Linked DNA regions of Mus musculus: all the other regions are linked to region 1. A link is a contact called in public HiCAR-type and promoter capture Hi-C data. All regions are on one chromosome and are shown on one strand. The core of a region is the stretch at or near the end of the contact, and the rest is flanking DNA. Distances in the headings are between cores, read along the strand shown. Region 1 holds the start of Psmc1 (protease (prosome, macropain) 26S subunit, ATPase 1). Region 2 holds the start of Ttc8 (tetratricopeptide repeat domain 8). Region 3 holds the start of Ndufb1 (NADH:ubiquinone oxidoreductase subunit B1). Region 4 holds the start of Ptpn21 (protein tyrosine phosphatase, non-receptor type 21). Region 5 overlaps Eml5 (echinoderm microtubule associated protein like 5). Region 6 holds the start of Eml5 (echinoderm microtubule associated protein like 5). Region 7 holds the start of Galc (galactosylceramidase).

Region 1 (3,392 bases), core at 351-2,850:
CCCACTCTGGAGCCATTTACAGCTCTCGCCTTCTTACAACTCTCTGCTTCCATCCCCTTCTCCCTCTGTCTCACACTGCTGTCAAACAATCCAGTTGCCGTTCAGCGCCCAATCACACATCTAAACGTTGCTGCCACCGTTGGTCCACCGCCTTTGCCTTCACCACATCTGCTGCTTCTCTGTGCTACCAGTTCATGTCTCCAGCCTCCCAAGAGTAAATTTAACTTCCTCCCTTTACCATCAAAGCAGGCAAGACAAGACCAAAGGAAGTCTTTTATTGAGCCTCATGTTACAACATCCAGGGAGGCAGCAATGGAGTGTCCTCCAGCCAACTCACCCAGCAAGCTTGGAGCAGCCTGTATATATAGCAAGATAAAGATTCAGATAACCATAGCACACGTGGGTATTGATGAAGGTTTGTGTTGGCACCAGTCACCTTGTCCCTTTAACCTTCACCTTACAACACACAGTTTCTGTCTGCTGGACCATCAGGGGAAATAGCCCCACCTGGGCTAGGTAGAAATGATGGCAGGGTCTTCTGAAATTCATTGAATGATAGCAAAAGGTCTGATACAAGGTGTTGGGAACGGCTAAGGCCATCAACTGGGATTGTGTATAGTTCTCAGTGTGTCTGTGGAGTACTCAAAATAGCCAGGTCCTTCGGGCTGTTTGACTAACCAGTTCTTTTGTTCAAAGTAGCTGTTAATTAGGGAGTCAGATTTCCTATCCCTCAAACTCTTACTTAGGAATAGGAACACAAAGAGTACTTACATGGACAAGCTAAAGAATTTATCGTTAACATTAATAACACTAATTAATAACAATGTGTAACACCTGCCTGGGGCCCCAAGCCCCAGTTTGTGTCCCTCCTCAGTGATACTTGGACTCTCTCCACATTCAGTGTCCTGTCTTTTTTTTTTTTTTAATTTTTAATTACTTTGTTTATGTTTACATGTATGAGTTTGCACATCACGTGCTTACAGGTGCCCTGAATGGTTGTTAGTTGCCATGTGGGTCCCCTGCTCTTCACTGCTGAGCCCTCTCTCCAGCGCCTCAAGGGTAATTTTAACACAGTATTAGCCACCATCATCAGTCCCTTGTCATCAGAGGGAAGAAAAAAAAAAAAAGCACACATTTAGATCTCTTTCGGCAAAGAACTATTTTCAAGAGAGCTACAAAGTTCAGAAACTAAAGAAGATCATAAATGCTGTGTACACATCAACTTCTCAGTCCCAAGCGCCATTCCTGCCTGACATAAATACTTCTTCCCAATTATAATTTTGCATCCTTTTAAATTTCTAAAATTTTCATATTTTCCCCAAGTCTCCAACGTCCAAGATCATTGTCTTAAGTTACTGACAAAAGCCCAAGATCAGCTACTTAGAATTCCCTCGAGTAAACTATTTTAAGTGCCCACATGTTTAACCAATCCTTGTACCAAACCGCCGAAATAAGCCCTTCGTGCTCAACTTCGCCCGTGAGGAAGTTGGTCCCGATAGGCTTCCGTAGCCTGTTTTTTTTTTTTTTTTTTAAAGTTACTTCCGTTCTGTCCGGGTCGCTTTGGTGGATGCACTTCCGGCGGTGGCGATTTGGAGGACTGAAGGAAGATGGTGAGTGACTAAGGGTTTCGGCTGGTCGTCTCAAACATCCATGCGCCCCAAGGCGGGAGGACGAGGCGATGTGACGCTCGGGTTCATCGCGGGTCGGAGCGGATCTCACTCCCTGGCGGACGCGGGCAGGATGCACGGCGCCCAGGGAGAGACCGGGCTGTGAACCGCTCGAGTAGGCAGGCGCTGAAGGGCTGAAGCCGAGTGGGACAGCCCGGCCGACGCTGGGGACAGCGGCTGAGCCGCAGAGCCAGCGTAGTGTTTCTCCGCAGACGGCTCAGCGCTCTCCGGTTTGGTTGGTTGAGCCGGATTCAGATGTAGGCACGGAGGTTACCGGGCGAGCACGGTTGATGATGGCGCTTCCGTTCTAGAGCAGGGAGACAATAAATATGTCAGGGAACAGGACCGGGCCAGATCGTTACGTAGCTGTGTTGTAAGAAGGTGGCTGGTTTTGTTAGGGTATCAGCGAAGGACCCTTCGTGGATGTGAAATCTAAATCGAGGCCTAAATTAAGGTTGTAAGGGAGTAATCTGTACTGATAGCTGAGCGAAGCCCGGGCAGGGCAGAGGGTCAGGAAATGCAAAAGGAGGCAACCCTGAAGTCCGCCCGAATCATGAGCTGCCAGGCCAATGCATCTGAATGTAGGTGAAGGCCAGAGCACACAAAGGACCGGTGATGACTTTGAAAAGTATCCCAAGCCGGGCGGTGGTGGCGCACGACTTTAATCCCAGCACTCGAGAGGCAGAGGCAGGTGGATTTCTGAGTTCGAGGTCATCCTGGTCTACAGAGTGAGTCCCAGCACAGCCAAAGTTACACAGAGAAACCCTGTCTCGGAAAAGCAAACAAACAAACAAACAAACAAAAAGTATCCCGAACATGCGCCAGGCATTTCCCCAGAGTTGTTCTTACTTCTTAGAACAACCCCGAAGATTATTATTAATGTCCCCATTTTAATGAGGAAACAGAAATACAGCCAGTGACCATTGGTGGGGCACAAATCCTTTCTTTTCTAGAGCAGTTGAGAAACCCTCTGGGTTTGAGAGACAGCAGAACTTAGTGTGATTTCTGTCTAACAAGCTTTGTGACAATATACAGGGCCGTTAACCTCCCTGGACCTTGGTCCTTTTATCTGCCTGTGTATCAAGGGGGCTTTGAGAATCAAGCGGCTCAGGGGTAAAGAACACCTGCTGCACTTTGAGAGAACCCACGTTTGGTTCCCGGCACCCATGCATGCCAGCAGGCTCCAGAATGGTCTGTAACTCCAGCTCTGAGTAGGTCCGAGCCTTGCGTGTGGTCGAATGTGCTTTATGCTTGGCATCATTTCTGAGGTGGTTTTGTCCTGGTACTGAAGCCACCAGTGTTGTAGTGAGAGGTGCTTCCCTAGGGTGGTGAATCAGTGAGTCCACTGTTACTCCTGTTTCAAGCTCCACTGTTGGGCAGATGGGATGGCACTCGACATGAAGCCTGGCAGCTTGAGTTGACTCCAGGACCCACAAGGCAGAAGGAAAGAATCCCTGGAAGTCGCCCTCTGGCTTCCTCTCGAGTGCCCCGGCATGCGGGCACAGACCCACACGTACACTAAACCACATATCTTTGCACAGGAATTTAAAGGACCACCATTTAAGGCATCGCCCAGTGTTAAGCATTGTTTTAAAGTCAGAAATCCCGATGAGCTTTTCATGCGTTTTAAGATGACAGCTTTTCAGATCGGGAAGGAAGTCTTGTCTGGGTCCCAGGCTGTCAGGATAGGAGCTTGGTAGGTTGCTGCTGAAAGTCTTCTGGGTC
Region 2 (3,873 bases), core at 828-3,327, 1.2 Mb before region 1:
CATACTGTGGCAATGTGGGAAGCTGGGTGAGGAATACATTGAACTCAGTACTATCTGTGCATTGTTTTAAAATGGAAACATCAAATTTTTCTGCAATTAAAAAATGTGTATAGGGCCAGAGAGAAGAAGCCAATGCTGTTAGGATCACTTACTGTTCTTGTAGAGGGCACGGGTTGCAGTTCCAGCACCCACATGGCAGCTCTCACACTTGATAACTCGGGTTCCAGGAACCAGATGCTTTCTTCTGGACTCCTCAAGTACTCGTCACAAACACGGTGGACAGACATACATGCAAGCAAAGCACTCATACACATAAAATAAAAACAACCTTAGAAACTTCAAAGATATATGTACTGTGGCGGTCCATACCTTTAACCACAATGGTCTAGAAGCTGAGGTAGAACTGGTCATTCCACAGTCAGTGTGGGGTATAAGGGTTGAAAATCATTTACACAGGAGTCTTTTATATTAAAAATAAAAAAATAAAATAAAATAAAAGGCCCCTGTGAAGTACTGAAGCTGTCCATGACCAACATGTATGCCTTCCTGAAACCATGACCTTCACACAGACTACCTCACTGGGACCTTCTCACAAATTCCATCTCTAGAGTCCCTTCTAGGGAAACACAGATGGACCAGTATTAATCATCACTATAAAACTTATAATCTTCATAATTAGTCACTTCCAAGATGCAAAAATTCTAGAAGGATTGCTTAGAAAATGAGACTAGAAATATTCACAATCCATTCCTTTGTTCTGAAATGTAGACGTCGGGTTGAAATCTGCAAAAGCTACCTGGGTTAAATATAATGTTTGCATTGTGATTCTCTAGTGGTTTCAGGAAACTGCAAAAGGTCTGTGTTTATTGATTGTTATCTGTGAGAGAAAGTGTAGACACCGTCAGAAAACTCTTCACTATTCAGATATTTTCTTCTGTCTTCCGTCATGGTAGGAAGGAGGCAGGAGGATGGTCTAAGAAGCCACCCCCAGACTCACCCCAGCCTCATTTCTGCATTATGGGCTCTTGCTGTTAGATATTTGTCATCTTTGTAAATGTGTAGAGGAAAGTCGGGCAGTGGTTCAATCAGTCAGAACCACTCTGGGCTGGGGATTTAGCTCAGTGATTTCAACAATAGAATCTTTATCTAGCGCGTGCCAAAACCCTGGACTCGGTCTTCTGCAGGGAAAGAATAAAAGCAAACAAAACCAAAACTCACTGCACACATGAAAACATTTGACAGACGACACGTGCCCATAAACGGGGTTTCAAAAGTTTATTTGTTGTATCTGGTGTCAAATACCTGTATGCACTGGCACTAGGGAGGCTGCACTGCAGATTAGCCTAGGCTGCATGGCAAGATCTTGAAACCAAAGAAAACAACCCAAACCAAAGGAAAACCAAAACAATACAGCAACAACAAATCTCCCTTTCCATACATTATCTACTTTGGAAGAAATGCCCTCAATCTGTAAATTATAGTCTCGCCTCCTTAACTCCAAACAAGTGAAGCAAATAATTTCTCTTTTTGGAGCCTATCTCATCTTCTCATCTGTAAAATGAGTGTATTGGACTAAGCAAGCTCTCAAATCCCTTGCAATTTGAACACTGCCGTGAGACGGAAAAATACTGTAGAGGTTTTGGATTTAGGGCACAGGAGAAACTGTTTCCGCATTTATGTTTCTAGAGTCAGAAATATGACAGCAGTAGGAATGCGCGAAGTGGGGCGTAGTGAGACAGGAGACACAACCCGGGTCAATTTAGGTGGGCTTTTTTTTTTTTTTTTTTTGGCACTTACAGGGTAAGCAACCGGATGGTTGCTAGGCAACTGCATCTCTCGTTAGCACGGAGGACCCTGTCCGAGGTGTCTAAGTCACTACCTGTTTCTTTTAAAGGCTTGGTGGCTTTTCAAAGTTAATGCAATCTATTGTCATTAAAAGAACACTTTTTTGCCAGCAATTCTTTGCAAACTCTCTGGCTGAGGTCGGCTCTCAGAGGCTTTCCCGTCCCCTGTTTTCAGGCGCGCTGCGGACACCTCCTTAGCCAGGCCCCGCCGTTGCGCGTTGCTCAGCAAAGCCAGACGCCTCCCGCTCGCTGCTCCCGAACCCCGCCCTCCCCGGGCCGGGCTCTGGGTACAGGGCCTCTGGGTTCCTTGAGGGTTGTCCCGGACCACCATGGGCTCAGAGATGGAGCCACTGCTCCGGGCCTGGAGCTATTTTAGACGCAGGAAGTTCCAGCTCTGCGCCGATCTATGCACGCAGATGCTGGAGAAATCCCCTTATGATCAGGTACCTGGCCGGCCCCAGGCAGTCTGTGGATCCTCTTTGCTGAGGCCATGGGCTCAGGGCGGGATCCCTCTGTCCCCTGAGGGAGGCCCGGGAGGAGGGCCCAAGAAGAAGTTGCCTGTGTAATCCGCAAAGGCACCTGGAGCGAGACTCTTTGGAATCCTGGACAGTAGGTCCCTGCCTTTTGCATCCCCTGGGAATCCTGAGTCCTGTGCTTTGACAGCTCCTGCTATAAACTTCAGCACACCTTTTTCAGAATTAGTTATATTTAAAGGGACTCTGTTAAGTTTGTGAGGGGCTTTGATAGTTCATTGGTCATTCACTGGTCACACTCCTAACTTGGTTGATTTCTAAAAAGGAAAATATATATGTGAACAAAGACTTGAGATGCAGCCGCCTTTAAACACAGCTGTCTTTTGGTCCAGATAGTGAAGCACGCGATCTACCGCATTTTTAGACCTCTGTCCAAGTGTGAAGGAACTTTTGTTTCTGAGTCATGAATTCAACTGGAGGCAAGATAGAAGAATGAGAATGTAGATGAGGGAAGGATATATTTATTTTTAAAGAAACTACCTGGGCAAGAGAAACTTTTCTTGTAGGAGGGAAATATAAGACAGAAGAAGACCTGATAGCCTTGGTTAGAAGGACATATAACAGTTCAACATGAAGGTATACTCCTGTACAGCAAGGGGATCAGTAGTTCAAAGCCATGCTCAGCTAGGTAGAGAGTTCAAGGCCAGCCTGGTGAGCTAAAGGAGAACCTGTCTTTAAAGGGGATCGGGCAAAAGGGAACTTAATAAATACAGCATTATTGTGTATAATGAATGCAAAGGTCAATAATGAATGGGGGAGGTATCACGAACATTATCATTGAATAAATAGCCCCTGGAAGAGGCGAGAAGAAAAACAGGAGCCTAAGAGTAGAGTTGTGCCAGTTTGGCAGTGCTTTTAGGTACATGCACAGTGTATTGTACCTATTCAGACCCTGGTTTTCTTGCTTTCCCTCTAGTGGTGTTGCCTTGGAGTTGTTAGGAAAGAAAGGGAAAGCTAGAAAAGCCTGAGTGTGAAGGTTGTTCCTGGACTCTGCTGCTCTCTGAGCGAATGGATGAAGGATGCTCAAATAAATGGTCATAGGCGTCCGGCAGAACAAACTGTATTGGTGGTGATTCTAGAAGTGTTGTTATTATTCATGCTCAGTAAAGGACTGTGAGTGTGTAGATGGAGATTTTTTTCCCCCCAAGAGCGTTGCTTGGTACATTGGTCCTACAAAGGCTGCTAAAGACATTTCCAGCACAATCCAGCATGCTTTGGAACAAGGCAGTATAAAATCTCTTTACCATTGTTACAAGGGAAGTTTGTTAAGACCTTTGGATGTACCAGACATTGTTCTAGGCTCAGTGGTTCTCAAGAACATTATGTGTTGTTTTCATTGAGTTGGGATGGTTTCCCCAGCACAGGATTCCCAAGAGTTGCTTACTGGACGCTTCCTCATTAAATGCCAGCAGGGAATGTATACTCCTCTCTCTCTCTCTCTCTCTCTCTCTCTCTCTCTCTCTCTCTCTCTCTCTCTCTTTATTCACACATTTATT
Region 3 (3,837 bases), core at 18-2,517, 1.9 Mb after region 1:
CGTCATAGCTAATTCATATACTCCTCACCACAGACTGCAGATTTAAGTAACCATGTCTCAAGATTGGGGCTTTTTTTTTTTTTCAGATGAAGAAATCCAAATTTAGTTGTGGCAAAGTAACTTGCTTTAAGTATAGGGTAAAGAGTCAGGATTAGCATAGTCCCCAGACAATCTGTATCCTGATCAGGCTTAAGCTCTTTTGTTCTACTCTCTCTCCTGTGTACGGAGGTAAACAGTTAAATAACTCCTCCTCTCTTTTCTTCTTTGCAGAGCCTCTCTCTCTCTCTCTCTCTCTCTCTCTCTCTCTCTCTCTCTCTCTCTCCATGTGTGTGTGTGTGAGACTTTTTAAAAACAAAAAACAACTAACCCCACATCCCACATATTTCTTAATATTTTTCTCTAACACAAGGTATTTCCCTTAAATACCACCTGCCTCTGCTTTCCAAGTGCTGGGATTAAAGTTTCTTTCCCTTTTCAAGAATAACAGACACTGCTGTGAGTCTTATTTTGCTGAGTCTTCTATCTGGATTCATGCTGGAAACATGTAGACTTTTTTTGTTGTTTTGTTTTTCAAGACAGGGGTTCTCTTTAAAGCCCTGGCTGCCCTGGAACTCACTCTGTAGACCAGCCTGGCCTTGAACTCAGAAATCCACCTGCCTCTGCTTTCCAAGTGCTGGGATTAAAGGCATGCGCCACCACCACTGCAGGCACATGTAGACTTTTTAAGAGATAATACCTTGTGTTGGACTGGACCCCACAGTTCTTTATAATTATTACAAAGTGTCACCTAAGATATGGAATGGATGGAGCAAAACCGAAACCGTTGAGATCATAACACGGACTGGAAACCAAGCAGAAAGCCTTGTTTTTAAAAGGCAAATGGCTACGTGCGGGTTTCACAATCAGGAGAGTTGGACGAGGAGACAGACGCCTGGGCGACCGCGCCCCGCTTCTGGATAGGAGCTGCATTCCCTATTGTGGGCTCAAGAGTCGGATCCTTGAGAACCCTTCCGAGTCCCCCGAGAGCCAGGCCATCAGATCGTCCCCAGAGCAGTCTTTGTAAAAGGCGTGGGGCGGGCAGCGCGCAGGGGTCACCGAAGGCGACCCTGTTTCCCCTCCATGCGAGCGTTCCCCAGAACCCTCCCGCCCGCATCACCACCACGGGTGGCGCCGGGGTCCCCAGACCCACCTTCAGCCTGGTGACAAGGCGACCAAGGACAGCCGCAGGGAGCTAGGCCACTGGCGCCGGCGGAAGCCGTGACCTAAGGAGCTGCCACTCGCCGCGCCAGCCCTGATGAGAGGGGGTGGCGTCGGCAAACCGGCGCTTCTCTCTCCCTTCTCACGCGCGAATCCCGTACATCTTAAGCTGTGAATGATCGCGACACGTTTTGAATAAGACGTGGATCCAGGCTGACAAGGTTTGCGAGCTTTTGCGCTGTCCTCTTCCCTGACCCGGTTCGTCACCACCCCTACAGATGGTGTCGCCCGGGTCGTCCCCGCCTCAGCCGCTCTGCTCAGGCCCAAGATGGCGGCCACCACACAGGGGCTCCTGCCGGCTGCTCTCCGCCGCTGAGCGCGCGCTAGCTCTGCTCGCTCTCCGACCTGCGTTCCACTAGGGGTTGGGAAGGGCGGCGGACGGTGCCGGGGGGAGATTGGCCTGGCAGGTGAGGACGGGAGACGGAAAGGAGCCTTCGGGTTGGGAGGAGGCCCTCAAGGGGATGGGTTCCCGCGTCGGCCCGGTGTCGCCCGGACGCGCTCCCGCGGTTTCGGTTGTGACAGTCTCCGTGGTTCCTGGAACAAGCGTTCCGCAAGGGGGAAGAGAAGTGACTTTTCCCCGGGCTGAAACCTCGGGGTGTTGGGGCGCGCCTATGCTTCCTCCTTGCCCTCCCTCCTGTCTAGTTCCTCTGAGCTTTCATCAGCTGGAGCTAAAAGTTAATCCGCGTCCAGCCTGGGCTCTTTCCCCTTGTACCGCCGTACTCCCCAAGCCTCCCCATCTCTGCCTTTCCCATCTTGGGCTCAGAGAACACGAGGCCAGCAGGTGCCTTCGTAGCTCCTTAATTCCAAAGACCCTTGAGAGGCTCATGCCACGCCTTGATAGAATTAACTTCTCTCGGCGCTACCACAATCACCACGTTTCCCAAGATCCCATTCCTAGTTTCCTTGCTTACGTACTTTTCAGGAAACCAGAAGTCAGGCCATATCCAGCCCCAGTACTCTGGCCCCTGTGACAAGGAGAACTTAAGCATCATCTATGCCTACTTTTCTACCCTTTAATTTTACGATTCCTTTGCCCCTTTCAAAGCCTTTCTTTACCTGAACGATTAAAGAGAGACTTCTCCCACTGTGAGCCCCAGGACTAGTCCAGATCCGTCTTTGCGTATTTCTCATTAGTTGACCTCAGCGTGAACGATCATTCTTGAGAAAGCAAGTATCTGGTATATATTCGAGATGAAGCAGAGGTAGTCGAAGTCACTGCCCTGGGGGAATTCCCGATATGGTGGGTTCAGTGCGTTCAGCACATTTATTTCTATTGCTTCGAGCACTGTGCTTGGTTTGGGAGATGCAAAGATGATCGCTTTTGGACACAATCATCATCCCTTGGCAAACACTCCTCCTGCCTCCTTTGTGCTAAGTAATGAAGCTTTACCTGGGGACAATGAAAAGCTTGCACCTGAGCCAGATCAAGAGGAATTTGCTAAGCCTGGGAGAACAAAGTTATTCCTGGGTGCAGAAGAGGGATTAAAAACTTGAGAAGGCTGAGCACTGTTGGGGAGATTTTTAACAAATCAAAAACTGGAAGAGTGGTTGGTGCAGACTGAAGGTGCAGATTAGGTCGGCTTGTGAGTGGTCTTGGAGCTTGTCTTGCATTTAGTCAGCAGGAAGCTGGTGCACACTTGGCAGGGAGTGGGCAGGAGGTATTTATGTCTTAGGATGATCTGGCATATAAGGCTATGCAGGACCAACCTGAGATAAGAAAACTAGATGCAGTGTCAGCCATTCAGGTAAGGCAACAAGAACCTTCGCTGAGGCAGGAGAAGAACCACCTGAAGAAATGAAGCAAATGCCACCTACATAGGGTTCCACCTGTGACTGCCAGTTTACTGGTAGTGGGTGAATGGTTTTTAGTCTGCGAAACTTGATGGTTGGTAATACCATTGAAATCGGTCTGAGACATGGACATAAAAAGAGGGTGGTGCCAACTTTGCTCTTACGCAGTGGCAAAACCACAACGTTCCCCAGCCCAAAGCATTATTTGGGAGTCTAGACCTCTGCTATTACAGTGGCCACATGCAGTATTGAGCGCTTGAAATGAGGTTGGCTTGAATGGGAATGAACTGGAAAGTACACGCCGAACACAGTGCAAAAACCCTGGAAACTGACTCATTAAATGACGACCTGCTGAAGTGATGATTTGACACCGTTAAAACACCAGGCCTTACCTCTTTTTGCTGTAAATGTGGCTGGGAAATTTTTAAATTACATCTGTGGCTCACATTAGTCTAGACTAATAATGGAAGAAGGATGAGAAAGGAGGAAACTTTGAGCCAGACCTTGAGAGAATAGTAAACTGGTTTCAGGCAGCTCCTGCTTCCTCCTCACCTCGCTCCCTGTAAAAACATTCAGTTACTTGTTTTTACTTGTTTTTATTTTTCCCTCTTAGGGCAGTAGATACCTTTAAAGGTTGTTTTGTGTGTGTGTGTGTGTGTGTGTGTGTGTGTGTAGGCACACATCTACCACAGCAGACAAATGAAGGCCACAGAGACAGCTTGGTGGAGTGGGCACTCTTCTTCCATCACGTGGGTGCAGAGGATTGAACTCAGGGTTAAGTTAACCACT
Region 4 (3,390 bases), core at 310-2,809, 1.4 Mb before region 1:
AAACCTAAACAACAACGAAAGTGTAGTGTGCAAAGTATTATCTCATAAGTTGTAGATTTCAGTCTTCAAATTGTGGCAACTAAAACATTAACGTATATTTTTAAAAGTTTCATGCGTCCAAAGGGAAGACATCTGATTTATATACTGTCAAATGTGCTAGTGTCTCCACTCTAAAGATGGAACTATGCCCTTAACACAGTATACTACACTATATAGCTTAATTATTAAGTTCTGAATAGACAAACTCAAATTTCCAGTTGTCGCTGAGATTTGGAATGTTTTACAGCACTGGGGAGGAGGAAAAACCAATGTTTTCTCTTTTTATTTGGGCAACTGTTATCATTTGATTGTTAAATTTCTATGCATCTTCTCCTAAGAATGTCTGGTTTCTTGATTATTCATATAAAACCTACTGTGGAAAAACTGCTTAGTAACTTAAAATTTTATGTTTGATTAATATATCTTGATGATGCCATAACTTATGTTTCAATATTACAGCCAAGAGGTAGAAACTTAAGATACTCTGGAGAGGGTTGGTATAGGTGCCAACTACTAAATGAAATAGACTATATATAGCCTTTAAAAGAGAAAATCAGGCTAATTTCTCTATAAAATCATCCCATTATAGAATAAGAAAAGATGCATATTTAAATCCTGCTTCACGGGTTTACAGAAGATGCTCTGCACTGTTAGCGAGTCCATTTCTCATTTTTCTTAGCCATACCCCCTTCTAGAGGTTTCTCAAATTTACTTTAACTCTGAGTCTCACCAGAGACTTTAACTCGAGTCACACCTCAAGTCAGTCACCACATGTTCATGGAACTTTGCCACTATTCCTTTAACGTTAAATATTCACTAAAAAAGAGAGCCTAACATTTTTAGAACGCCTATATCTTAGTGCCTTAAATCAATCCTGTTTCTCACAGAACATTTGTGCATATAACCAAATGGCCTACAAACAAAACAACTATTTCCAGTGTGGAACTGTTGTCTTGTCCAAAACTTAAAAAGAAAGAGAAAAGAAAACATGGGTCAGTAACTATTAGACATACTGCAGTGGTTCCTTGGAGCTCATAAAGATTCAGAAGGTTTTTACTAACATTCTTTATAATCATAAGGCTTTCTCGGCCGCGGCGGCTGGGGATAGGACAAGCATGCTCAGAGCAGCCAATCTAAACAGGGTTTACAGAAATCACAAGTCGGAATTTGCAGATCCAAGAATTCTTCCTCCAGGAGTAAAGACGCTTTGCTCCAAAACCGAAACAAGGAGTTGCCAAACAGACTTTCCTTTATGCCCCTTGTTGCCAAAGTTATACGGCAACCTTCATACTCCACATATTCCGAGAGTCACAAATATGCCCAAGATTTCAAACCCCGATCCAGAACTAAGCCTCAACTATCCGCGGAGGAGTCCGGAATAGAAGTTCCAGACTCTTTTTAGAAATGACTAGGAGATCAGAGCGAGCAAGGGAAGACTTCGCTCTTTGTTACGCCCCTGCCCGAGTCCCCCGCGCCTCACCTGCTCCGGCTCCCGCCGGGTCGGGGCCGCGCTCCGGCTCTGCGTCCCGCCTCCCTGGGCTCCGCGCCTTCGCAGCCGCCGCAGCCTCTGCTGCTCGGTCGCCCGCGCCCCAGGCCCGCGCGCCGACCGCACGCCTTGCCCGCACTGGCCGGGCCGCGGCGGCACTCTCTGGGGGAGCTCGGGGGCCGGGGCCGGAGCTGCGGGGCCCGCGTCCCTCCCCTAGGGCCGGGCGCGCGGATCCGGGGAGGCGGCGGCGCGTGACCTCAGAGAGTTGGAATGCGGGCGGCAGGGCGCGGGGGAGGCCGGACAGCTGCGGCCGGCCACCGGGGAGGGGGCGCGCCGCTGCTGTTTTTAACCGTGTGACCAGTTATTTTAAGTTTCCAAATAAAGCAGAGCTTTGAAGAAGAAGAAAAAAGGGAGGTGAAGAGGAGGTTATTTTGAGTCCAGGTAGAAAGGGCTTGGTTGCATTATTAGGTGGTGGTCTGTAAAGAAACTGGGGTTGTTGGAGTACTCTTGAACATTGCTGAAGACAGTTCAAGACTTTCTACACGCCCCCTACCCTACCCGCTTTAAGTGCCTGCTCCTCCCATCAAGCACACACTGCTCCTCTGTAGGAACTCTGAACTTGGAGAGAAGTGGAAAGCTGACCCAAATGGGCAGCAGGCTGGAGGTGCTGCTCCCCAGAATCCACTAGGGAGCAGAGGGATAAGAGTTCTAGAAATAAGGAAGCCCAGGGAAGCCACTCTAGATCTCCCCTTTATGTGTAATAGCTTAGCTTTACCTTGGAGAACCACTGGGAAGGACTACTGCCAAGGAGTAACCATGGAAGTAGCTCAGAGAGAACTGAGAGGAGCTGCCCTCAGCGGGACTCCAGTGCTTATTATTATACTGTATTCTTGCTAAACCACACCGCGAGCACCTGGCTTCATCTCCTCAGAGTTCTTCCTCTTCGCACTACTCCCATGGTTACTCTCCCTCGGGTTTGTCAGTCCTTCCCAGTGTTCGCCCAAGGTGAAGTTCAGCTACTAGACCTCTATGTGTGGTCTAGAGTGCGTCCTTGGCCACTCTAATTACCTTCTCTCCAGCATGCCCACTGTCCCCAACAAAGAGGGGGCAGCGCCACCAGACCCCTTTCCATTTATGTCAACCCTCCACGCCTCTCCGACTCAATTTAGGGCTCTACTTCCAAGATTAAAAAAAAGTTCTAGCCACGCCGTGGCTGCCGCACTTGGCAGGAATATTATAAATTGTTTCGTAGAGGCTTCATTTATACCTCTTAGAATTCCGAGGGCAGTTCTGGGCAGACAGTAGGCACTAAATAAAAACGTGTTAATTGAATCGGGAAGAAAATGAAAGAAATTTAAAAATAGAAAATGATCCTAAAACCCAAGTGGTGCTTTAGACAACCAAGTTGAACTTCTTCACAGTCTACAGATGTCATTTACCAACCATGCACTTAAGCTCTGTTTCCCTCAGTCATGTGAATTTGGCAGAAACATCCCCATGGCAAGGCATGAGGACACATTATTAGGCATAAGTTACTGGTGAATATTTCCTACAAAAGGGGGTGAGGCGATTTATATGGCTTAACCCCAACATTTACAACATGATTGTTAAGTGAAAGTCTTCCCACTCTGCCTGCCAGACACCCAGCTTTTCTGGAGAGAGCTATTTGATTCCTATGTATTCTTAGAGAGATACAGACTATTATGCACATACGTGCACAGTGCACATGTCTACATCTTATTGCCCAGAAAGTGGCACGTCATACACACTTCTACAATTGAAGGCAATTCTAATTAAGTTATACAAATACAATTTAGAAAGAGTGCTAGAGAGATGACTCAGCAGGGAAGGGGAAGGGTTATTCT
Region 5 (3,774 bases), core at 677-3,176, 1.3 Mb before region 1:
AAAATAAGGTATTAGCCTGTCAGGACCTAATCTGGATGTATGGGCAAGTTTTTTAATGTTCATAGTGGTCGCTGTAAAAATGAACTGGAAAATCTATTCCATCTGTTGACTAACCTGATATCATGGATTGCACATCGCCTGTCTCTCTTCTTTCCCCATATTTTTAGAGAACTCACAAGTAATATAATAAATTCTCCATTTTTCATTCCAATAGCCACCATGTCCCCTTCGGGGCTATAACACACTGTCCGAGCAGCGTGTCCCAAATTCACTTTGTTTAGCATCTTCTGCATAAGAAGCAAGAGTCACAGGAAACAATTACAAACGAAATCAATTTCCCCACACCTCCAAATAATACCAAGTTAAAGCTAGCAGTTGAGTATTTCCACTTCTTAAAAACTATAACCTCTCATTAAAGCGTTTGTACCTACTTTATCAGCAATGTCCCAGAGTCTCACTGTCCCATCTTCAGCAGCAGAAAGGAAGAAGTCCCTGGAGGGATGTGTTGCGAGTCCCCAGATTGGCCCATCCACATGGCCATTAACTAAAATGTTACATGCTGCATTTTTCTCTCCAACTTCAATTATTTCCGAATTCCTTGTCCCAACTAGTATCTTGCCCTGAAATACAAAAGGACCAATATACTTAATGCGATACAATAGTTACATGCTTTGAGCTAATATAGTTGTAAAGCGAGCATTAGTTCATACGAACATTTCTATTCCTAGGGCCACACAACTGCAACATCGCTGGGCTACTACATGGGAGAGTCAGTGCTAGAGACTATAATGATGCCCTTCCACGCTTCAGTCGCAGAGTTTTGGCTTTGACTATGATAACTTTAGGACCTCCAGATTGGAAAATAAGTGCATTGACACACAGGGAGAAAGAACTGGAATTCATCTTTAAGTTAGTGAATGCTAGGTGTGGTGCCGTACACCCGTAATACCAACACCCGGAGGCTGAGGAGGGATAACTGCAAATTCCAGGCCAGCGTGGACTACACAGCAAGGACTTGTCTCAATAGTAGAAATTTTAAAGTAAACCTAACGAGGCTTTAAGTATACAGACAGGACAGCACATGCATGCGATTTATAGACCTGCAGTGCAAGTGCATGACACTCTTTACAGAGATGTATGAGGTTTTGTTGCTTTTAAGGGAAGCAGAATAGGGGAAATTAAGGGACACTGAAAGAGGAAAAATCCTAGGGCATCTGATTTCTTTTTTCCCCTAACTGCAAATCAAGAATTGGATGCACTTAAAAACAAAACAAACCTCTGCCCCAATTCATCAGAAAGACTTCTCTCCTCCTCTCCTCTCTTCCCCTCCCCTCCCCCTGTCTTTATTTATATTTATTTTTATTTGAGGTGGGGAGAGGTTGAGACAGGGTTTCTCTGTTCCCCTGGCTGTCCTGGAACTCACTCTGTAGCTCAGGCTGGCATCAAACTCAGAGATCTGCCTGCCTCTGCCTCAGCCTCCTGAGTGCTGGGATTCAAGGTGGTGCCCAGCTACTAAGACTTTTTAAACAACAATAATCCTTTTCTGTGAGACAACTGAACTCAAGCGTGTACAACAGCTGAGTTGAGTAAGAGTGCACATCTTTAATCCACCCAGGAAGCTAAGGCAAGACCAAAGTGGGTTCTCTTGGAGTTTAATCTCGTCAGTATCCATCCCTCACCCATTGATACAAACAGTGCCTCTCACAAGCCACCTTACAATATTAATAAAAAGGTCTATTTTTAAATGCAGGATAAGTAAACTACATCATTTTAAAACCTTTAAATTTTAAATTTTAAAGCTGCTTAAGCTGCTAGAGAGATGTTTGAGCACTTTAGAGCAGTTGCCGCTCTTACAGAGGACCATAGCTCACAACCAGACATTTCCTGCATTGCACCTCAAGCTCCTGCTCACACATGAATGGGGATCTCTAAGGGAGGAATTCCTCAGAGTAAGCCAGTAGCACCATGGAAATCTGCTGTTGCTGGAGCTACATGGAAAGAGCTGCTCTAATTAAAAGCGAGTAATAAAAACCAAAAAACAAAACAGAAGGCTGTCTAACTCAGATGCCTGCCATTGAATCCCCTTGTCCTAAGTGGACTATTTTGTTGGGCCTCAGTAGAGGAGGATGTGCTTAGACCTAGGGCAGTTGTATGTCCAGGGTACCCAAAGGGGCTTTCCCTTTTCTGAGGAAAAGCGGAGCAGGCACTGAGGGAAAGGATTTGTAAAGGAGGACCTGGCAGGAGAGGAGGGATGGGGAAAAGTCAGGATGTCAAGTGAAGAAATAGTCAATAGTGAGGATTGTCAATCCTATCTTACCATAGTTCAACCAGCAGATTCAAGACAATACAGAGGTTTAAGTAGTGTTTAGATACAAGTTTTCTGTGTTAGTGAACAGCAAATAACAGCACCACTATGTATCATTAAGTACTGCTTATTAAGCAAAGCGCGGGGATCACAGCTGCTCTCTAGTTTCTGCTGCATCTCACTGGCTCAAGGAACACCTTACTTTGCCTCTGCACACAGACCGAACACAATCTGTGACTTGTCCTGTCTCAAGCCTGAAGGCCCGGCATCGCCTCAGTTCCTGATCCCACAGTTTAACTGCGCCTCCTTCCTTTGACCTAGGTATATAAAAACAAAACCCAAGTAAGTATTTATAATTGACCACTACAATAATTTTCACTATAAACACTTAGTTGTCAGGAGTATTTTAAATACCTTATTTATAACTTCCAGTATTCTAAATTTTCAGGAAATTTACGGATACATACTGTATTTCAATCAAGATACATATACTCAGTTCAGTTAATTTTATTTTGTGAAATAAAATTTTCTTCTGACACAAGCATAATTGTATTTAGTCCATGATTCATCACAATGCACTTTTCATTATAGCTCTCCACTAAGAAAATCCACATTTTTTAAATAATTGTGTGTATGTGTACATACCACGGGGTGATGATGGAGGTCAGAGGACGACTCTGGAATCTGTTGCCCCTTCTACCTCTTTACCTGGGGATTGAACTCATCCCCAGGAATGCTAAGCTATCATACCAGCCCAACAAAACCATTAAAAAAAAAAAACAAAAAAACAAACCAAACCATTTTTAACATTAGAAAGATAACTAAAATATAAAGCAAAAAGAGGATTATAGATGCAGTGCCACGGATTTTACCTTTAAGGGCCAAAAGGACATCACACTTCTACAATCACTAAGATCCACTGCTGAGACAGTGTAGCTGGCAGTGAGTGGAGGTGCGGAATGAGGCAGTGTGCAGTGGGAGACACTTGGCTTTCGAGTACTATAGAAAGGGTGAAGTAGAGCGACTTATGGAGTTTCTCTCGAAAGAACTGAAAAATAATTCAGTTTGTTTGCTGTAGTTGGAGAAAACACCTTCCCATAACTCCTGCTCAGTAGAGAACTGGGCTCCAACCTGCAGGAGAGACTGCCCTTCAGTTGCTGTGTCATTTCTACTCTGCAGGTGACTACACTGGTAGCAAATGGATTTTATCTTTTGCGAGGAAGGAGCACAGGGTCTGAGACAGTCACACTATGTGACTGTGGCAACATCTGTGTAGACAGGCTGGCCTCGAACTCAGAGATCGCCTGCCACTGCTCCCCAGGTGCACCACCACACCCAGCCTTAATTTGACTTTTGACAGATTTTTAAATTATGTGCATACATGTCTTGGTGTGTGTGTGTGTGTGTGTGTGTGTGTGTGTGTGTGTACTTCGGGTCCTCTTCAAGAGGAGTCTATGCTCATAACTGCT
Region 6 (3,816 bases), core at 729-3,228, 1.2 Mb before region 1:
AAGAAAATGAGATAACTCTCTTCTTGGGGTGAATAAGATGGGAAATTACTATTAACTTCTGTTCAAATTAGTGATTTGGGGCTTTCACTAGGTCTCATGCCTTGACTACCACTACAACAGAAAATTCCTAAATTGAGAAAAATAAAACTGCTTGTCAGATTCCTTTCCAAAAAACTAGAATCTGGAAAACCTTCACTGCAGTGTCTAATGAACAAGAGAATGATAATAAGCCCCCACCAAGCCTTCCCTTCTCTGCAATCTTATATGCTGTTAACTTTTACTTTGTTCCATCCCAGCTGACCTTCCAATTGCCTGGGGTCCCCTTCCCCCTTATATATGTACAGAGAGCTAAAATAACAATCTCGTAGAGTTTCAGCACCAGAGTGTCTTGCTTACGCTGCATCAAACCACTATACTGATTTTTGATGTGCCTAATTCGAAACATCCACGAAGAAACAAATATGCCTGCTCACAGAACCCGGGTCAAGAACACAGAAGCAACAACATAACACACTTGCAAATTTTTCTGTAATACATTCGCTTTGTTGGAAGACAGAAATGTGCTTGAGGCAATAATCAATTCAAACGCTCCCAACTTTAACATTAGAGTTCGACTGAAATGTGGAAAATTACCCTTTATATGTACAGCTTACCAAACATCTCGGCCAACGTTAAGATTCAGATCAATAGAGAGCAAGATACTGTCACCCTGTGATTGAAATTACTAATAAGAAAGTAAACTTAAGGTTACTCTGATGAAGATAAACAGAATCGGAAATCGGTGTGGTAAAGGTTATTTCTCATAAAAGACATACCCTCCAAGTGCCTTCCAGCGTGCGAATTTTAACCTCTAGTGAATTGCCTTCCGAGTAACACATGAGTTTCTTTGCTATCTGCTGATAATTGCAGATAGTGAAATCTGAACTAATAACTACGGCCAAGAGTTGAGTACCGCAGAGCTTGGGTTAGTCTTCTGTCAAGTGTTTCCTTTCCCTAGCGAAATAAGATTTCCTTTTTAACAAGAAACCAATCACGGAGTCTAAACTCCTGATGTTGATGGAACGGAAAAGGTCACAAATCCAGTCAAGCGAAGGCCTGCGGAGCATCCGTAGGCTCGCTCCCCTAGAAAAGGGCGCTGCGGAAAGCGGAGTGGTAAGTGGGTGGGCTCCGAACCAGATAGATGCACATCGCTGTCCTGGGTGATGCCCCTTTGCGTGAACGGCCACGACTTCCAGAAGGACAGGCAGCTGCAAACTCCGAGGGCGCTCGGCAGGGGTGACAGCGGTCCCCCTCCCACCCCACCCCTCCGCCTCCCCGAGCCCGTACCTGATGATGTCGTCGCTGTGGCCGCGGAAGAACTTCTGCCGATGCTCCCGCGGACTATACACCACGCCGACCCCCGCCACGAAGTACACGATCTCCTTGGCCGCCGTGTAGTAGAGGTTGTTGCGGCACTGGTGGCCCCGGTAGCCGTACACCCACTCGAGCCGCAGGTGGCAGCTCGGGGCGCTCCGAGCCGCCATGTCGGTGCGCCCACCCGTCGCTGCGGCTCGGGCCCGCGGTCGCCGCCGGGGCTGGGTGACGAAAGCTCTCCCGCTGGCGGCCCGGACGCTCCTCTAAGCCGAGCCCGGCAGGTGCATCTCGCTTGCGTGGCCGCCGCAGCCGCCGCCGCCGCTTCAGCCCACGGGCGGGAGGAAAAGCCTCGCCTCACCGAACATGCTGAGGGCCGCGAGCGCCGCCGGCTGTCCGGGAGCCTCGCGCGTCTGGGAGCTCGCCGTGTCCCCTCAGCCCAGTGCCTTAGGCTGGAAGACAACCAAGCGAAGAGGGGGGACGGGGACGCGCCTCCAGCCCGCTTCTTCTCCGCCCGCCCCGCGCACCGGACTCCCCGCCCGGGTCACCTGCGGCGCTCCGGTCTAGCCGCTACCTCGCCTCCACAGCCCCGGCGGAGCCGCGCCGCGCGCTCCCGAGCCCAGCTGAGTGGCGGGAGGGCGGAGCCGCGCGGCCCCGCCCCTCCCCTGCGCTAGCCCCACCTCTCAGGTGGCCCCGCCCCTCCCGGAGTAGAGCGGAATCAGAGAGCTCCCTGCTCACCACCACCAGGCTGTGGTTAACGCCCCCCGCCCCCCCGCCCCCCCCCCCCACGCAGTCCTCCCTACCAAGATCTAAGCACCCGTTCCCACCCTCGCGAGACCTGGATTACCCCACCCAGATTTGGATTCCTGTTGCTGGGTTTGCTTGCTCAGGAATCTCTGGGGAATCCCGCTTGCCCTTAGACCTCAGCTATTTCATATGCCAATGAATAACACCAGAATAGAATGTTCACTTTATTCTTTAATCGCCTCCTCCATACCTTACATATACGTGTGTGTTTGCTTATCATGGTGCTCTCTGGTCCAGAAATTTGGCAAGAAGAAAACCTAACCTCGCAAATGTGCTTTTGACACATTAGATACACTGTCCTAATAAATAGTCCTGGATTTGTTACTACTGTTGTTCAACAGGCCTCAAACTCATAATCCTCCTGTTTTTGTCTCCTGAATGCTGAGATTACAAATGTGCATCACTGTCCCCACCAAAACTCCGAACCCACCCCCCCCCCCCACGCACCCCACCACCACCCACCCCCACCCCGCTGGCAGATCTTTCAGCTGCTGTTTTGGATAGCAGCAATTATCTCTTGATTAAAATGAAGAAGGGCATGTTTTAAAGTAATTGTGAAATCAGATGGCCTAAATAATTGTGATCAGGTAGACTACTCCTGGAAGAGATGTTGACTATGTAACATCTATGTATGCTTAGAAAAAATTAAATATTTGTTGCCGTACATCGTGAAATATTAATCACTAGCTACATATAATTTTTATGAGGTAGGGTGTAGAAGAATAAGAATTTCTCTCTGTACAGTTTTTTTTTCAACACAATGTTTTACAGATCCCATGGTACATATTTAAGAACTTCAGATTAATACTAGATTTAAATAATTTATTTTCCCATTATCATATTTTCCATTGCAATTTTTAATGACCCAAGGGTAGAGTTTGAAGCAAAAACATTCTTAATTAAGCCATCCTCAGATGACAACTTAAGACCAAAAGAGATGACGGAGGCACAGCGGTGGCTGGAAAGTGAACCATTCATGAATACTAAAGAGAGGAAAGCAAATCTCACCAGTTCTCTATGCGATCTGTTAGCAGGGTCATGGCAGAGAAGTCAGTCAAGCCTTTACCCTGGACAAGGTGTTACCGCTTTCTGAAAGTCATGCAACCAGACCCCAGATATGGATCAACAAGTAAACATCTGGTGAACCATTTACGTAAAAGAACAATAATCCTTTGGTAATCTGATGCCTCCTAGTCCAGTCTGAAGCTACATAGTTCAGACATGTGGGGTGTATTCTAAAATTCAAGCAAATGGAGTTATTTGTGGTTTTCTGTTCATGTGTTGGCACCGAGATATGTATCCTCCAGCCTATAAAAGAAATGTAAGGTCAGCCATGGGCTGATGGCTAAGAAGGTGAGTGCTTGCTGCCCAAGTATAAGAACTGAGCTTCGCATCTCCAGGTCTCACATAAAAAGCTGACTGCTAAGGAGGCAGAGACAGGTGTATCATGGCGGTTCACTAACCGTAAAGCCCAGCTAAAACGACTGAGGCCCAGGTTCAGCGGAAGACTGGGCTAGCAAAATGGTTCAGTAGGTAAAAGAGCTTGTCCCCATATCTGACAACTGTAGTTTGACCCCTGAGAACCATGTATATTACAAAGAAGCAACCCATGCACATTGTCCTCTGATTCTCACTTACACATGTGCCCCTGGTAGTCAC
Region 7 (3,565 bases), core at 918-3,417, 1.9 Mb before region 1:
ATCAAAGACCTATACTTTGGGAGGCTGTTATCAATGAATAGGCAAGGTGTTAGACACAAGGTAACCAAGGAAACCACTGGGTCTCTAGGTTGAAAGCAGTGAAGACAAGATAGCAAAAGGACCCATAAACAGCTTGTGTCTTGGTAACTGTGTCTCTCGATGGTCAAAACGCCCCTTTGCTGTATGCAGTATTTCTGTAGTATTAGAAACTAGGGTATGGGGCACTTTACCAACATCCCACCGTGAAATCTTAAAACAACTTCCCCCTCCATAACCCTTAAGAGGGAACAAGAACCATAATTGGCTAATCACACCTGTCCTCACAATGCTACCACCCGCCCACCCCCAGCTGCTTTGTTCCCTCAGAAGAGAAACTTAAGCAAAGGAAAATGAACTAACTTGTCAAAACCAGGAGGTGAGTGTCCTGTGCCAGAATGATTCCAGCAACCTCGGAAGCCCACATGCCAACCACTGAAGCAAAATGCTTTCCCTAAATATGTGAAAGTCAAGAGAGGGCAATCTAAGTGCTGCTACAACTGTGCTAGGTAACATGTTGTACACACACAAGTTTAAACTGGTGTGTAAATAAAATGGTCATCCATCTTCATTTACTATTTTCCTAAACTGACTAATACATAACATAGTATAGAGACATTACTAACTGACTATTTAATAGATTTACCTGCTCTGGAGGCTGGAGAGATGGCAACTCACGTGCTTCTGGCCTCTGTAAGCACCAGTACTCACATGTACAAACATTCCCAACACACACACACACACACACACACTAAGGCTTACTACATCACACCAGGTTATGAAATTATTTTAATAATTAAAAGTTGAGTAAATTAAGCAAAACTGGAAATCTCATTTTTTTAAAAAAGCCTTTACACTTAGATTTACTATCACAAAGATACCAAAAGGAGACGTTAAGGTTGTATAAGAAATATTGGCTATTTTAAATTTAAATAAACTGAGAATAGATTAGTTCATTATTACACACACACACACTGGGGTATAGAACTTTTTACTGCACTCCTAGCTTTTCGGTAGATCTAAAACTACTCTTAAGATTTCAATTTAAAAGCAAACCCACTTCCCAGTCCTGAGATCTTTGAGTCAACAAGAAATCACTCTCAAGACCTCATCTTTTGAGAATTAGCTGGTGTTTATTAACAAAGTCAGAATGGGAGAGGAAGACAACTTAAATTTTAACCAATGCACCTAATGATTCTTATGTGCCCTAACAGAGCCAGCATTCCCTCGTTCCAACACAGACACGCCACAGTTTCTGTTAGTGGATGAAGGTGGCCCTCTTTTAAAACAATATCCCAGATCGCTTCAGGCTTTACACAACTCTAAAGAGTCCAAGAGGTCTTACAGGGAGGGACGGGGTGCTAATCACTGTTCAAGAAGGGTCCCCAAACCCTGCCTATGTCTTCTGACTCACGGCTCCACCAACTAACTCCCTGGGAAGGAAGAGAACCCACCCCCCCCCCTCCCCAAAGCATCTCGCTGAGGCTTCGCAGTCCCTCTCTGGCTTTTTCCGGAGGCGACCCTTCCAGCGCGGCAAGGACAGCCCTGGCCGGCGATCCAGAACGAGGGCTCCCTCGAGCCCGGGCCACTTGACTGCAGCAGACGCCTGTCCCCTCGAGACGCCTGGCTCCCCATTGCAATCTAACCGCCAGCCCGGGTTCATCTCACCCCGGCGCGCGGGGAAGCGGCGTGCGCTCGCCCGGCAACGCCGCGGGGGCTTGTGGGAGGGGGCGGCCCCGGCGGTCCCTGCGGTCCCTGCGGTCCCTGCGCCGCACCGCACTCCTGCCTCCCGCCAGCCCGCGCTCACCCCGCCGCCGCTGACTGCGCCGATGCCATCGAACTCCCGGCCCAGCCCGTCGGAGTCGTCTAGCACGTAGGCGCCACCGGGCACTAGCAGCGCACACAACAATAAGGGCACCGCAACACGGCTCGCCGAGCCCGCGGCGGCGGTCATGACTTTTGCTTGGCGTTGCTGGGAAGCCTTAGGTTGGCTGTTAGCCATTGTGCGGGTCACGCGACTGTGGCGCCCGGGGAGGCGGGCCCGATCGCCTCCCTGAGGAAGAAGAGCGGGCGGCTGAGGAAGCTTTCGCCATCTTAAGTGAGGGCTGCGGGCTGTCCGCGCAGCCGCTGTTGTGTTGAGCTGGGGGGGCGGGGTGGGGGGCTGGTTGAGCGAGCTTTGCCTTGTCACTTCTGTGTCAAAGAGGCGGGACCGGTCTCTGCGTGTAATTACTTAGTGACCACTCTTCCTACCTCACCTGATGGATCATCTTAGAAAACGGGAAGTGAATGGTCAACAACGGTCAAAAGAGGGCTTTGAGTGGTCCTACTCTAGCCGAGCATTCCCAGTAGGAAACAGCAATGAGGACCTGGCTTTAAGCGCCCCCAGTTAAGCGGTCACCTTGGTTGAGTCGCTTGGCTTGAGGACCCTGAATTTTTCTAAACCACCGTGAGACCAGAACAGCAAGTCAGGGAACTCCGGATAAGATAAAAGTAAGATAATAGGCACTCGGGAAGTCATAATTGTGCACTTATATACACTTAGCAAATGCTAGCTGACAAAGTTTGTTCGATTGAGTAGTCTGCTATATCCAGGTCTTTTAGCCTTAAAAGAGTTAATATGATTACTCGTCCAAAATGTTGCTATATAGTAATTTGAATTGCGAGACCTAAAAAATACAATAGGTTCAGAATACTCGGACCTTTATTCTGTTTCTTGAATAAAAAATGACTATGAAAATCACTTATGAAAGATGCCCTGACTTACATAGAGGAAGTGGTAATGTTTGCCAACTCCTGTTACAGTAACCCTTGCCTTCCTATTCACTTCTCTACCCAGTTAAATACCCTGGCAGGTGCATCCAACCTGTGCCTGAGACCACATGGAGCAGATGATTGCTATGAAAGCACCCTACCCCAAAATTGTACATAAACTTAACTCAAGACATTCTGTGACTTTTTATGATTAAAATAGTCAACTGTGCAGACCTCAAGTGTGAAGTCTATAGCGGACAACATAGTGTCAGGATAAGAAAAGGTTGGACGTGCCTGCTGGCAGCTTGTGTTCTTAGAACTTGTTCCATCTACCAGTCTCACCTTGAACTCAGAGAGTTCTGCCTGCCTCTGCCTCTCTGCCTCTCTGCCTCTCTGCCTCTGCCTCTCTGCCTCTCTGCCTCTCTGCCTGCCTCTCTGCCTCTCTGCCTCTCTGCCTCTCTCTCTGTCTCTCTGCCTGCCTCTCTGCCTCTCTGCCTCTCTGCCTGGCACATTTTACAACCTAAATTGCTCCTGATCAGATTCAGCATGTTTATCATTAACTGTTTGTTTGTTTGTTTGTTTGGGGGGGGGAGTCTTCAATTTCTTAGGGTATGCCCCTGTGCCCTGTAACTTAAATTTATGTGCTTCATCCATCTAGTCTGTCACAGCAGTTTAATTCTTAGGACCCAAGGATGACAAAGGTGAAATTATGCTTCCTCGAAACAATCATAAGCTACCTTCCACTGTCAGTAAGACTGATGTGATAGGAAAGTGAACT

What was found. Promoter capture Hi-C pulls out the DNA fragments that hold promoters and counts their contacts. HiCAR-type assays count read pairs that join an accessible place to other places. Capture Hi-C pulls out chosen DNA fragments and counts their contacts.
Region 2: a HiCAR-type map of astrocytes shows a contact between it and region 1, with 6 times the contacts expected there. The contact joins the promoter of Ttc8 here to the promoter of Psmc1 in region 1. A contact is called at or near these places in 3 of 39 promoter capture datasets (the 3T3-L1 cell line, hippocampal neurons and pre-B cells), 2 of 484 Hi-C or Micro-C datasets (B cells and muscle stem cells), 2 of 115 datasets of contacts at active chromatin or transcription factors (astrocytes and stem cell-derived neural progenitor cells) and 2 of 9 other capture datasets (adipose tissue and liver).
Region 3: a promoter capture Hi-C map of erythroid cells shows a contact between it and region 1, with 6 times the contacts expected there. The contact joins the promoter of Ndufb1 here to the promoter of Psmc1 in region 1. A contact is called at or near these places in 2 of 39 promoter capture datasets (erythroid cells and liver).
Region 4: a HiCAR-type map of astrocytes shows a contact between it and region 1, with 7 times the contacts expected there. The contact joins the promoter of Ptpn21 here to the promoter of Psmc1 in region 1. A contact is called at or near these places in 7 of 39 promoter capture datasets (the 3T3-L1 cell line, cranial neural crest, embryonic stem cells and 4 more), 17 of 484 Hi-C or Micro-C datasets (the Ba/F3 cell line, CD4 T cells, LSK cells and 12 more), 8 of 115 datasets of contacts at active chromatin or transcription factors (astrocytes, embryonic forebrain, embryonic stem cells and 4 more) and 3 of 9 other capture datasets (adipose tissue, embryonic stem cells and liver).
Region 5: a contact with region 1 is called in a HiCAR-type map of astrocytes, with 4 times the contacts expected there. The contact joins the enhancer-like site here to the promoter of Psmc1 in region 1. A contact is called at or near these places in 9 of 39 promoter capture datasets (the 3T3-L1 cell line, the HPC-7 cell line, embryonic stem cells and 4 more) and 2 of 115 datasets of contacts at active chromatin or transcription factors (astrocytes and large pre-B cells).
Region 6: a contact with region 1 is called in a promoter capture Hi-C map of embryonic stem cells, with 6 times the contacts expected there. The contact joins the promoter of Eml5 here to the promoter of Psmc1 in region 1. A contact is called at or near these places in 6 of 39 promoter capture datasets (embryonic stem cells, frontonasal cranial neural crest, hippocampal neurons and 3 more), 7 of 484 Hi-C or Micro-C datasets (B cells, CD4 T cells, cerebral cortex and 4 more), 8 of 115 datasets of contacts at active chromatin or transcription factors (T-cell acute lymphoblastic leukemia, embryonic brain, embryonic stem cells and 4 more) and 1 of 9 other capture datasets (adipose tissue).
Region 7: a contact with region 1 is called in a promoter capture Hi-C map of liver, with 4 times the contacts expected there. The contact joins the promoter of Galc here to the promoter of Psmc1 in region 1. A contact is called at or near these places in 4 of 39 promoter capture datasets (the 3T3-L1 cell line, erythroid cells and hippocampal neurons), 1 of 484 Hi-C or Micro-C datasets (the G1E-ER4 cell line) and 1 of 9 other capture datasets (liver).

Annotation. Positions count from the first base shown.
Region 1 is chr12:100,108,602-100,111,993 of GRCm38.p6, forward strand. Psmc1 (protease (prosome, macropain) 26S subunit, ATPase 1) reads left to right here and starts at 1,601. Exons shown (of 11, transcript NM_008947.3): 1 at 1,601-1,610. The coding sequence starts at 1,608.
Region 2 is chr12:98,918,497-98,922,369 of GRCm38.p6, forward strand. Ttc8 (tetratricopeptide repeat domain 8) reads left to right here and starts at 2,078. Exons shown (of 14, transcript NM_029553.4): 1 at 2,078-2,287. The coding sequence starts at 2,174.
Region 3 is chr12:101,974,471-101,978,307 of GRCm38.p6, forward strand. Ndufb1 (NADH:ubiquinone oxidoreductase subunit B1) reads right to left here and starts at 1,268. Exons shown (of 3, transcript NM_001378525.1): 1 at 1,190-1,268. Cpsf2 (cleavage and polyadenylation specific factor 2) reads left to right here and starts at 1,504. Exons shown (of 15, transcript NM_016856.3): 1 at 1,504-1,664.
Region 4 is chr12:98,735,846-98,739,235 of GRCm38.p6, forward strand. Ptpn21 (protein tyrosine phosphatase, non-receptor type 21) reads right to left here and starts at 1,560. Exons shown (of 19, transcript NM_001146199.1): 1 at 1,520-1,560.
Region 5 is chr12:98,794,000-98,797,773 of GRCm38.p6, forward strand. Eml5 (echinoderm microtubule associated protein like 5) reads right to left here. Exons shown (of 44, transcript NM_001081191.1): 37 at 2,508-2,622; 38 at 432-620; 39 at 115-287. Among named protein-coding and RNA genes, the nearest start is that of Gm35463, 6.6 kb to the right of the region's middle. Within about 2 kb of position 1,927, at least 10 of the 459 cell types and tissues checked have an H3K27ac peak or open chromatin away from gene starts, as enhancers often do. A contact at or near this core is called in astrocytes, where this site is marked.
Region 6 is chr12:98,899,506-98,903,321 of GRCm38.p6, forward strand. It overlaps Eml5 (echinoderm microtubule associated protein like 5), which reads right to left and starts at 1,979. Exons shown (of 44, transcript NM_001081191.1): 1 at 1,327-1,979. The coding sequence starts at 1,523.
Region 7 is chr12:98,257,292-98,260,856 of GRCm38.p6, forward strand. It overlaps Galc (galactosylceramidase), which reads right to left and starts at 2,168. Exons shown (of 17, transcript NM_008079.4): 1 at 1,844-2,168. The coding sequence starts at 2,038.